Regions from separate parts of the Sus scrofa genome. Here regions 1 and 3 are each linked to region 2. Evidence: chromatin contacts called from public HiChIP or PLAC-seq data. All regions are on one chromosome and are shown on one strand. Each heading gives the region's core, a stretch centred on a gene start, on an enhancer-like site or on the middle of the called end of the contact. The rest is flanking DNA. Distances are from core to core; before and after follow the strand shown.

Evidence for each region. HiChIP or PLAC-seq counts read pairs in DNA pulled down with a chosen protein or histone mark.
Region 1: a contact with region 2 is called in an H3K27ac HiChIP or PLAC-seq map of alveolar macrophages. The contact joins the promoter of CA11 here to the promoter of C6H19orf68 in region 2. A contact is called at or near these places in 1 of 5 promoter capture datasets (fetal skeletal muscle) and 1 of 2 datasets of contacts at active chromatin or transcription factors (alveolar macrophages).
Region 3: a contact with region 2 is called in an H3K27ac HiChIP or PLAC-seq map of alveolar macrophages. The contact joins the promoter of RPL18 here to the promoter of C6H19orf68 in region 2. A contact is called at or near these places in 1 of 5 promoter capture datasets (fetal skeletal muscle) and 1 of 2 datasets of contacts at active chromatin or transcription factors (alveolar macrophages).

Annotation. Positions count from the first base shown.
Region 1 is chr6:53,997,228-53,999,927 of Sscrofa11.1, reverse strand. It overlaps CA11 (carbonic anhydrase 11), which reads left to right and starts at 1,284. Exons shown (of 9, transcript NM_001004038.1): 1 at 1,284-1,373; 2 at 1,464-1,538; 3 at 2,259-2,401. The coding sequence starts at 1,307. The region is part of intron 2 of LOC110261016 (a long non-coding RNA gene); the gene reads right to left.
Region 2 is chr6:53,658,777-53,661,476 of Sscrofa11.1, reverse strand. It overlaps C6H19orf68, which reads right to left and starts at 1,255. Exons shown (of 4, transcript XM_005664646.3): 1 at 1,121-1,255. It overlaps LIG1 (DNA ligase 1), which reads left to right and starts at 1,457. Exons shown (of 28, transcript XM_021094649.1): 1 at 1,457-1,585.
Region 3 is chr6:53,977,292-53,979,991 of Sscrofa11.1, reverse strand. RPL18 (60S ribosomal protein L18) reads left to right here and starts at 1,311. Exons shown (of 7, transcript XM_021094700.1): 1 at 1,311-1,463; 2 at 2,675-2,700. The coding sequence starts at 1,461.

The sequences.
Region 1 (2,700 bases), core at 35-2,534, 340 kb before region 2:
TCTCTTGCATTCACTGTATGTCCCAGGTCTCTCTCTCTCTTTCTCTCTCTCTCTTTCCCCCTCTCTCTGGTCTCCCGCGGCTGCCCCCACCTCCCTGCCTGTTTATTTTCTACCCTGCGTCTCCTGCCAAATCTCCCCATCTCAGGCTCCTCTTCCTCCTCAAGCCTCCGCAGCTCCCTGACCTCACCTCTGCTCTCTTGCCTCAGCCTCCCCGGCTCCTCCTCCTGCCTCCTCCCGCTCCCCCACTCTCTCTCCAAGTCTCTGCCTCCCCCTCCTGGTCAGCGGCCCACACCGCACTCCGGTCTCCCAGGGGATCCCCTAGCCGGGTTAAGGGAGCCCCTGGTGGAGGCTTGGGTGATGCATCCGGCGGGGGGCTGCAGGCGCTGTGCAGGCTCGCACCTGGGTCCCTGCGAGCTGGGGGATCCCGGATCCTTCAGGGCCAGTGGCCCTGAGCGTGGAGACACCCGAGGACTCTCCCAGCTCCACCTTAAGGGCCCCCCCCTTCCCCCTTCTGCGGAGGATGGAAACTGCCAGCTCTTGGGCCCCAGGTGTCCGGGCCACCCCCGCCCCCGTGGCCCCAGCGCGGCTGGGAGCTGGGGACGAGTCCCCCCCCCCAACAACCTCTCTATCCTGCCCCTGGGAGTACTCCCTCCACCACCACCCACACACACCAGCCCAGGGAGGGGTGCTCGCTGCTGTGAGAGCCCCCCCCAACAGAAAAATTAAATAACAGCAAGAGAGAGAAGGGGGGGAGGGAGAAGAGCGAGACAGAGAAACAGAAGAGGCAGGAGAGGAGGAGGTGGGGGGAGAGAGAGAGGGGGCAGCGGGAGGCCGAGAGGGAGAGAGTGAGGAGGAGAAGAAGGGGAGAAGGAAGAGGCAGGAGCAGAGGAGGGAGAGAGGGAGGAGGAGGAGGTGAGAGAAGCAGGATGGAGACATGGAGTTAGGAGGCTGGGGAGAGCTTAATGAAAAGAGAGCGAAGAGGGGGGTGTGGGTTAGAAGCCCAGGGGTAACCCGAGGGAAAAGCAGAAGGCAGAGGAGAGGAGTAGGAAGACCGGGAGACAGAGGGAGACTCGAGGGCTTGGGGAGAGAGGCGAGGAAGGAGACACGCCGAGAAGGAGCAGGGGAGTGGGTGGGGTAGGGGGGTCTCAGTCCCCGGCTGCCTCAGAAATTGGGAACTGGGGCTCCCCGTGTGGAGGAGAGGAAGGCTGCAAGTCCTTGGGGGGTCGGGGTTCCACAGAGAAGGGAAGGAGCTGGGGGGTTGGGGGTCAGGGCATTGGGATAGGGGTCGCCCCGAGGCTTCCCCGGGATGGGGGGTGCAGCTCGTCTGAGCGCCCCTCGAGCGCTGGTACTCTGGGCAGTACTGGGGGCGGCAGGTAAGGCCTGGGGGGGTCGGGGCAGGAGCCCCTCAGGGAGGGGTGGGGGTGGGGTGTCCAGGAGAGGGTTTCAAGCCGCTGTCTCCCCAGCTCACATCGGACCCGCACCTGACCCAGAGGACTGGTGGAGCTACAAGGATAATCTCCAGGGAAACTTCGTGCCAGGTGCAGCCAGGGCGGGGACCCAGGCGTCTGGGCAGCCAGGCTTTCCTCCTGAGACCCCGGAGTCCGCTCCTCCCCTGCCCCCCCCCGCCCCCCCCCCCATCCCCAGGACCCAGGAGTCCTAGCCCCTTCCTTCCTCCCTCCGGAGGCCCAGCCTCTGACCCCGGGTGGCTCAGCATGGGACATTATACATGCGCATTTCGAGTCGGGAGTGGGAGTGAGTGGAAGGCAAGGGAGTGTGGGGGTGGAAGAGTGTGTGTGTGCTTGCTGGGAAAGACCAGGTAGGTCCTGGCTCGTACTGAGAACCAGAGGTTCGGGGCCCGGTTCTCCACCTGGTCCAGCCCTCTCTTGCAACTCCTTCTCCCCAGTACATTCATCAACCAGCTGTGGGATAAGGGAGACTGAAGAACTACAACTCCCATGGGCTCTGGGGCAAGCAGGCAGGGGATGGGTAGGCTGGCCACCTCACAGACTGCTGGGAGTTGTAGTTTCTTCCCCAAAGACCATTGATGATAGGTTTGATCAAAGAGAGGCTTGGAGGTGTTGGGGGTAGGGGGGCGGTATAGGAAACTCCTCTAAGAGTCTTCTAGGACCCAGGACTCTGCATTTCAGCCACCTCCTCCCTCAAAGTCAGGAAACCACAGCCTTCCCAGCAGATCCCAGCACTGAGATCTAGTCCCTACTTCTGACTCCCTTTCCTCCCTGCCCCACCTCTGCTCCCAGGGCCTCCCTTCTGGGGCCTGGTGAACGCAGCCTGGAGTCTGTGTGCTGTGGGGAAGCGGCAGAGCCCTGTGGATGTGGAGCTGAAGAGGGTCCTTTACGACCCCTTTCTGCCCCCACTGAGACTCAGCACTGGGGGAGAGAAGGTAAGTGGCCTGTTGGGAGGGGTTACCAAACCCCACTGGGCTTGAGTTGGGGTCGGGGGTGGGGCATGAGCTGGGAGGCTAGCCTGGGGGAAGGAGCCCTACACTGAGCAGAGAGGAGGCGCTGTCCACCCTTAAATGGATCCCTGATTCTTCCCTCTCCAAACATGGCCTCCTAGTCTTTCCATCTCTTGGAAGCAATGGTAAGACAGACCATCTCCCGTGCCAGGCACTGTTTTCGAACCTGATAAATCGTCTCATCTTCACAACTCCATGAAATAGATGCTATTGTTATTCTTATT
Region 2 (2,700 bases), core at 6-2,505:
TCCCCTTCTCCACGGGTGTGACCCCCACCCCCACCCCCGTACAATTAAGGTCCCTCTCCCAAAATAGGCGTCCTTAAACTCAGTCGCGGACGCCTCCTCAAATGTGTTCTCAGCTTCCAGGTAGGATCTCCTCGCCTTCCAGATATGCCTCCCACATTTGGCGGCAGCCTCTAGTGCCTCCATTTCCATAGAAATACCCTCCCCCGCCCCATGTGCCTACACTTGGGCTGTAAGCCACATCCAGCTTGTCCCCCCTCTAAAAATGTTCCATCTCCAGATGTGCTCTGCCCATTCAGTTATGGGTTCCTTGTCCCCAGTCATACTCTTTTTCTTTTCTTTTGTTTTTTAATGGCCGCACTGGTGGCATATGGAGGTTCCCAGGCTAGGGGTCCAATCCGAGCTGTAGCCACCGGCCTACGCCACAGCAACACGGGATCCAAGCCTCTTCTGCGACTTACACCACAGCTCACAGCAACGCGGGATCCTTAATCCGTTGAGCAAGGCAGGGATCGAACCCACGGCCTCATGGTTCCTAGTCGGGTTCGTTAACCGCTGAGCCACAACAAGAACTCTGCTAGTCGTATTCTTCATGCATCTGTGGCTCCCTCCTCCCCAGATGTGTCTCAGATTCTAGGCAGCTATTGCCCCTCTCCTGGATGGGACCCCTATGGGTTGCCATATCCAGCTGTGGAGGTGCCCCCGTATCCAGACGTCCTCCCCACATCTAGTATGGACCCTCTGCCTACAGGTGTGTGCCCCATTCACTTGTGGCCAATTCTCAGAAGTGTCACCAATATTCATCTGTGGTCTCTTCCTGCCCAGATATACCGCCCAGTCCAGTTGTGGCCCCCTCCTCTCATCTACAGTTCCCGTCCTCCCCAAATATGGGTCCTCATCCTAGACATGGTCCGTCGTCCTTAGATGGGCTTTATCACCCCAGATGCTCCCCCACGTCCAGCTTCGCCTCCCCCCCTTGGGCAGCCCCTCCCAGCTGGCTCCTGTCTCCCCAATCCCTCCCAGCCCCGCCCGCCTCGGCACCTCCCATCCAGGCTGTCCCACCCAGCTGTGCCTCTCCCCTCCCCCAGATGTGCACCCTTCCCGCCCCTCCCCAATCACCTACCCGCCCCGGAGCGGCGTCCACCTCCCACAATGCCCCGCGCCGAGGCCCGGCCCGGCCCTTGCTCCCGGGATGCCCCGCGCGGCCTCCCGCCTCTCTTCCCGCCGTGCCTCGCGAAGCAGCTTCCACCGAAGCTCCCTTTTCTTGGCGGTCACTCCTTGGACCCGCAGCCGCACCCACTCATTCAGTACAAGAGGAGGCTCGGGGCCGTTTCCCAGCGTGCTCTGCGGGAGGGCTCGCCCCACTTCACCCCCTTTCTTGCGGTCTCGCGGCCAAGAAACTACAACTCCCAGGACCCTCTGCGCGACGGCGGCGCGGCCGTCCTCCGGGCTCCGCCCCTCAGCTCGGCCCCGCCCCCGGCCGTAGAAGTCTGCGCGCGAACTCCGTGGCGCGAATTTGGTACTGCAGTGTAGCGCCCTGCGGTTCCGGGTGTGACGCTCTGGCCAGCGGTGTCTGGCCCGGAGAGAGGCAAGTGGAGTCGTCCGTGCGGGGCTTCAGGGCTGGGGAATGGCGCGCGTGTAGTAAACTCAGAGTTCATGCCTTCGCAGCGTCGGTCAGCTGCAGAGGAGCGGACGTGGGGAGACGCTGAGGCGGCCAGGAGCGCGCTGTGGAGGGGAGAGAGCGGGCAATGGGCCGCTCGAGGGGGCGGGGCAGCATCTGTCGGAGGCTCAGGGGCAGGTAGAATGTAGGTGAGGCCTGGAGCCCCTGGACTGAACTGGCTCTGAGGAGAGGCCTGGAGGGGCGGGACCACATGGAAGGGCGTGTCTATAGAGGGATGGGGGCGGGGAAAGGCTGTTGGTGGGCGGGGTCATCTGGAAGTTGGACTTGCGGGGCGGGGCCGGGGGAGGCGGGCCCACCTGGAAGGGGTGGGGCTAGGGAAAAGTTTAATGAAAATGTTGGAAGAGGAGTTTCCGTCGCGGAAACGAATCCGGCTAGGAACCATGGAGTTGCGGGTTCGATCCCTGGCGTCGCAGACGCGGCTCGGTGGCTCGGCTGTAGCATAGGCCGGCAGCGTCAGTTAGATCCCTAGCATATGGGAACCTCCATATGCCGTGGGGGCGGCCCTAAAAAAAAAAAAAGCAAACAAAAAAAGGACGGGGCCAGCTTTAAAGGCTGAACCCAGGTAGATGGGTGGGGTCAGGGGGAAGTCAATGGTAAGACTGAGGCAAAGGCCTAATGGGCTAAGGCCTTATGAAAGGTCAGGAACTTTCTGGAGGGCCCTGCAAGGAGGCGGCCAAGGCGTGGGAGGGAGTGGGGCTCAGGGGAGAGTAGCTGAAAGGTCTGAACTTATCATTGCCCAATGGCTTATCATTGCCTGAGGGCCCGAGAGGCCTGAGGAGGGAAGAGAGAAGTCTTGGAGAGCTTCAAGGGTAACGGGTTGGGCACTTGGCAGGGAGGGGCATTTGGAAAGGGGAGCTGGCTTGGAAGGGGGAGGGGAGACAGCAGAAAATGGGATTATGGCCGTCACTCCTTGGCCACCATTTCAGCCCATTTGAACCTCTGACTTATTAGGCAGCCTGAGAAGAAGGCACGAGGGAAAGGCAGGAAGGATGTGTTGAGTTGAGTAAGACCGTAAGAGTTTA
Region 3 (2,700 bases), core at 62-2,561, 320 kb before region 2:
CTGCAGGCCCCCTGCTGTGTTACAACATCAACGTGGCCCCGGCTGGGAGGCCATGGGAGGGTGGTATGGGCAAGGAGTCAGGCATCATGGTCCAGGCTTGGCCTGTGGCTCTGGGGAGGAGAGATGAATAAGTAGGAGTATTAAGGGCAGAGAAGAGGAGGCCAAGCCCCAAGTGCTGGGGGCCCAAGGGGCAGGGCTTCCCAGAAGAGGAAGACAAGAATGGACAAGTCAGCTTCCTCATTGCCCCAACCAGTCCATCTGGTCCTCTCCACCTCCCCAGTGAGAGCCAACAGGATTAGAGGCTAATTGTTAACTCAGCGCTTAGAAGTACAAAGCATTGTCCCAAGCATTTAAACTAACTTATATAATGCTAGAAAACACTCCATGTGCCAGGCCTATTATCATCCCCTTCTTGCAAATAAGGAAAGTAATACACAAAAAAAGGTTTTGCCCAAGGTCTTATGCTTAGTAAGGAACTGAATTTGTCTCTGCTTCTCCCTAGACCTCCATCTTCCCTCTCTTTCTAACATCCTCCCACCTCCCGTCATTATTTCCCCCACCCTCCGTCTCTGTCCACTCCCCTCTGGGTCTCCATTCCTTCCCTCCTCTGAATCTCGGTCTCCCTCTCTCTAATTCTCTCCACTTTTCTTTTTCAGGAATTTTTTTCTCTCCACCGCGTCGCCCCAGCCCGCAGCCTCAGCTTGCCTCCTCTGCGCTCCAGTACCGTGCACATCCCTCATACCGAACCCGCTGGGCCACTTGAAACTCTCTGGCTGGGAGAAGCAGCCTCCGGGTGGCAGAGGCTGAGGAGGGGTTAAGGAAGGGCCATCTGGGAGAAGAGGGTGAAGCTGAACCTAAAAGGTGGAAACACCGGATGCCACAGACAGGACTGCAGCAAGAAGATCTCGGGTTAGACCTCAAGCAAGACTTCTCAAGCTGCGGCCGCGCCTGGCAAGCGCGGCACGAGACAAGGCAGAGGTGAACCCGATAAGGAAACGCTCAAAGATTGGGGTCAGACGGTTCCCTACGTCCGGACTGGTCCCGCCAGCCCCGCCTCCTCACCTCCAAGACTCGGGCCGCTGGGTCCTCCGGGAGCCACCGAGAGGCCGTCGGCGTCGGGCCAGAGCGTCAACGCACGACGCGTCTTCCTACTTCTGCGCGACATCTCCCTCGTTCCCAGCGCCCTTTCTTCCGGAAGACTATCGAGAACAGAGACTGGATATGGCCAGAGAGGCCCCGACGTACAGACCCTTCCCTCCTAGGGACCAGGGAACCGACACCCAATTCCGGAGGCGTCTATCTAGCCGGTCCTCCGATCACCATAGAGAGGGCGGGCGTCGCGGTAGAGTGCCGCGTCGCGTCCATGTGACGTCACGTACGAGCCCTTCACTGACGGCTTTCCCCGCCCACCCTAGCTCCCTGTCTCTCTTTCCGGACCTGGCTAAGGAGGAGGCGCCATCATGGTGAGCGCGCTTTGCGGAGTTTGGGCATTGATCATCCGTTGCCATCCGCTGCGGTCTGGGACCGAGGATGTTCCAGAGGGAGGCAGGGGTCCCAGGGTGTCCAAAGGAAGCGACTCCCGGGCTGGGGAGCTATTTTGGGGGCTTGAAGAGCAGAAATGGGAGTCGTCAATTTCTCGTCCTCCCGTATTCTTTTATGGTTCCCATTGAGTACATGACCAACTTGAGGGGTAAGGGAGTTAAATATGACCGGTAACGTAATGACAATAAAGAGCGGAGTCAGAATTCGGACCCAGGCGCTGATCCCACAGCCACTCTTGCCTGTGCTGCCCTTGGACCTGTCACTCCCCGGCCTGGAAAGCTGGGTTCTGGGGGAGTTGCTGAGCGTCTGGTGCCTGGGTGTGGGGACCAGGCAGGCTTCGATTCGAATCTCAATTCACTGCCCAACGTATCATTTCTGTGCGGGGAAAGCATCTTGACTTTATCATTGGGGGCCCAGTAATTATGTCTCACAGATGTGAGTTTGGGAAGAAATAAGTCCCGGGAAGTGTGCTTGTTGTAGGCTTTTGCGTATATTAAGTGCTGGAGGTATCAGTGGTCAAATACCTCTTTCCAGTTAATAGCATAGTAAACAAAAAAAAACCTCTTTAGGCAAGTAGGCAGGGGCTGTAGTGGAAATCGTAGGCTGCTTTCAGTTTTTTTTTAGCGCTAAAGTGGGAAACTAACTTCATAAAAGATTGTTGGATTCAAGGAGATAGTATAAGAAAAGTCCTAGAAGTAGTTTTGTACGGATTACTGAAAAAAAAAGTTCATTGATACCGTAATACCTTTTTAAGTCTGCCTTTGGTTTAAGTGATTTTGGTTCTGCTTTTTCGGAGTGAGTTTGGGGTGCTTAAATAATACATCCCTGAAAACACAGTTTAGTTCTTTGGAACTAAAAATTTGAGTCAGTGTGGCTCCTTTGTTGAGGTCTTTCAGGGTGTGTGCTGTGTGTCATGTGCTGAAGGCTTATGTTGAATTAGTTTTTTTCTACAAAGGGGTCATTGGGTAGGGGGTTAAGTGGTTTTTCCCAGAGCTCTCCGAGTGTCAGATTGGAGTTCGTTGTCTCCAGAGACTGCATTAGCTCTTGCTCAGAGGTAAGGGCTCATTGAGAATGTTTGTGAGGTGAGGATCGAGTCAGGGCTGGGTTCATGGTCTTCCCTTCACCCCTGCAGGGAGTTGACATCCGCCACAACAAGGA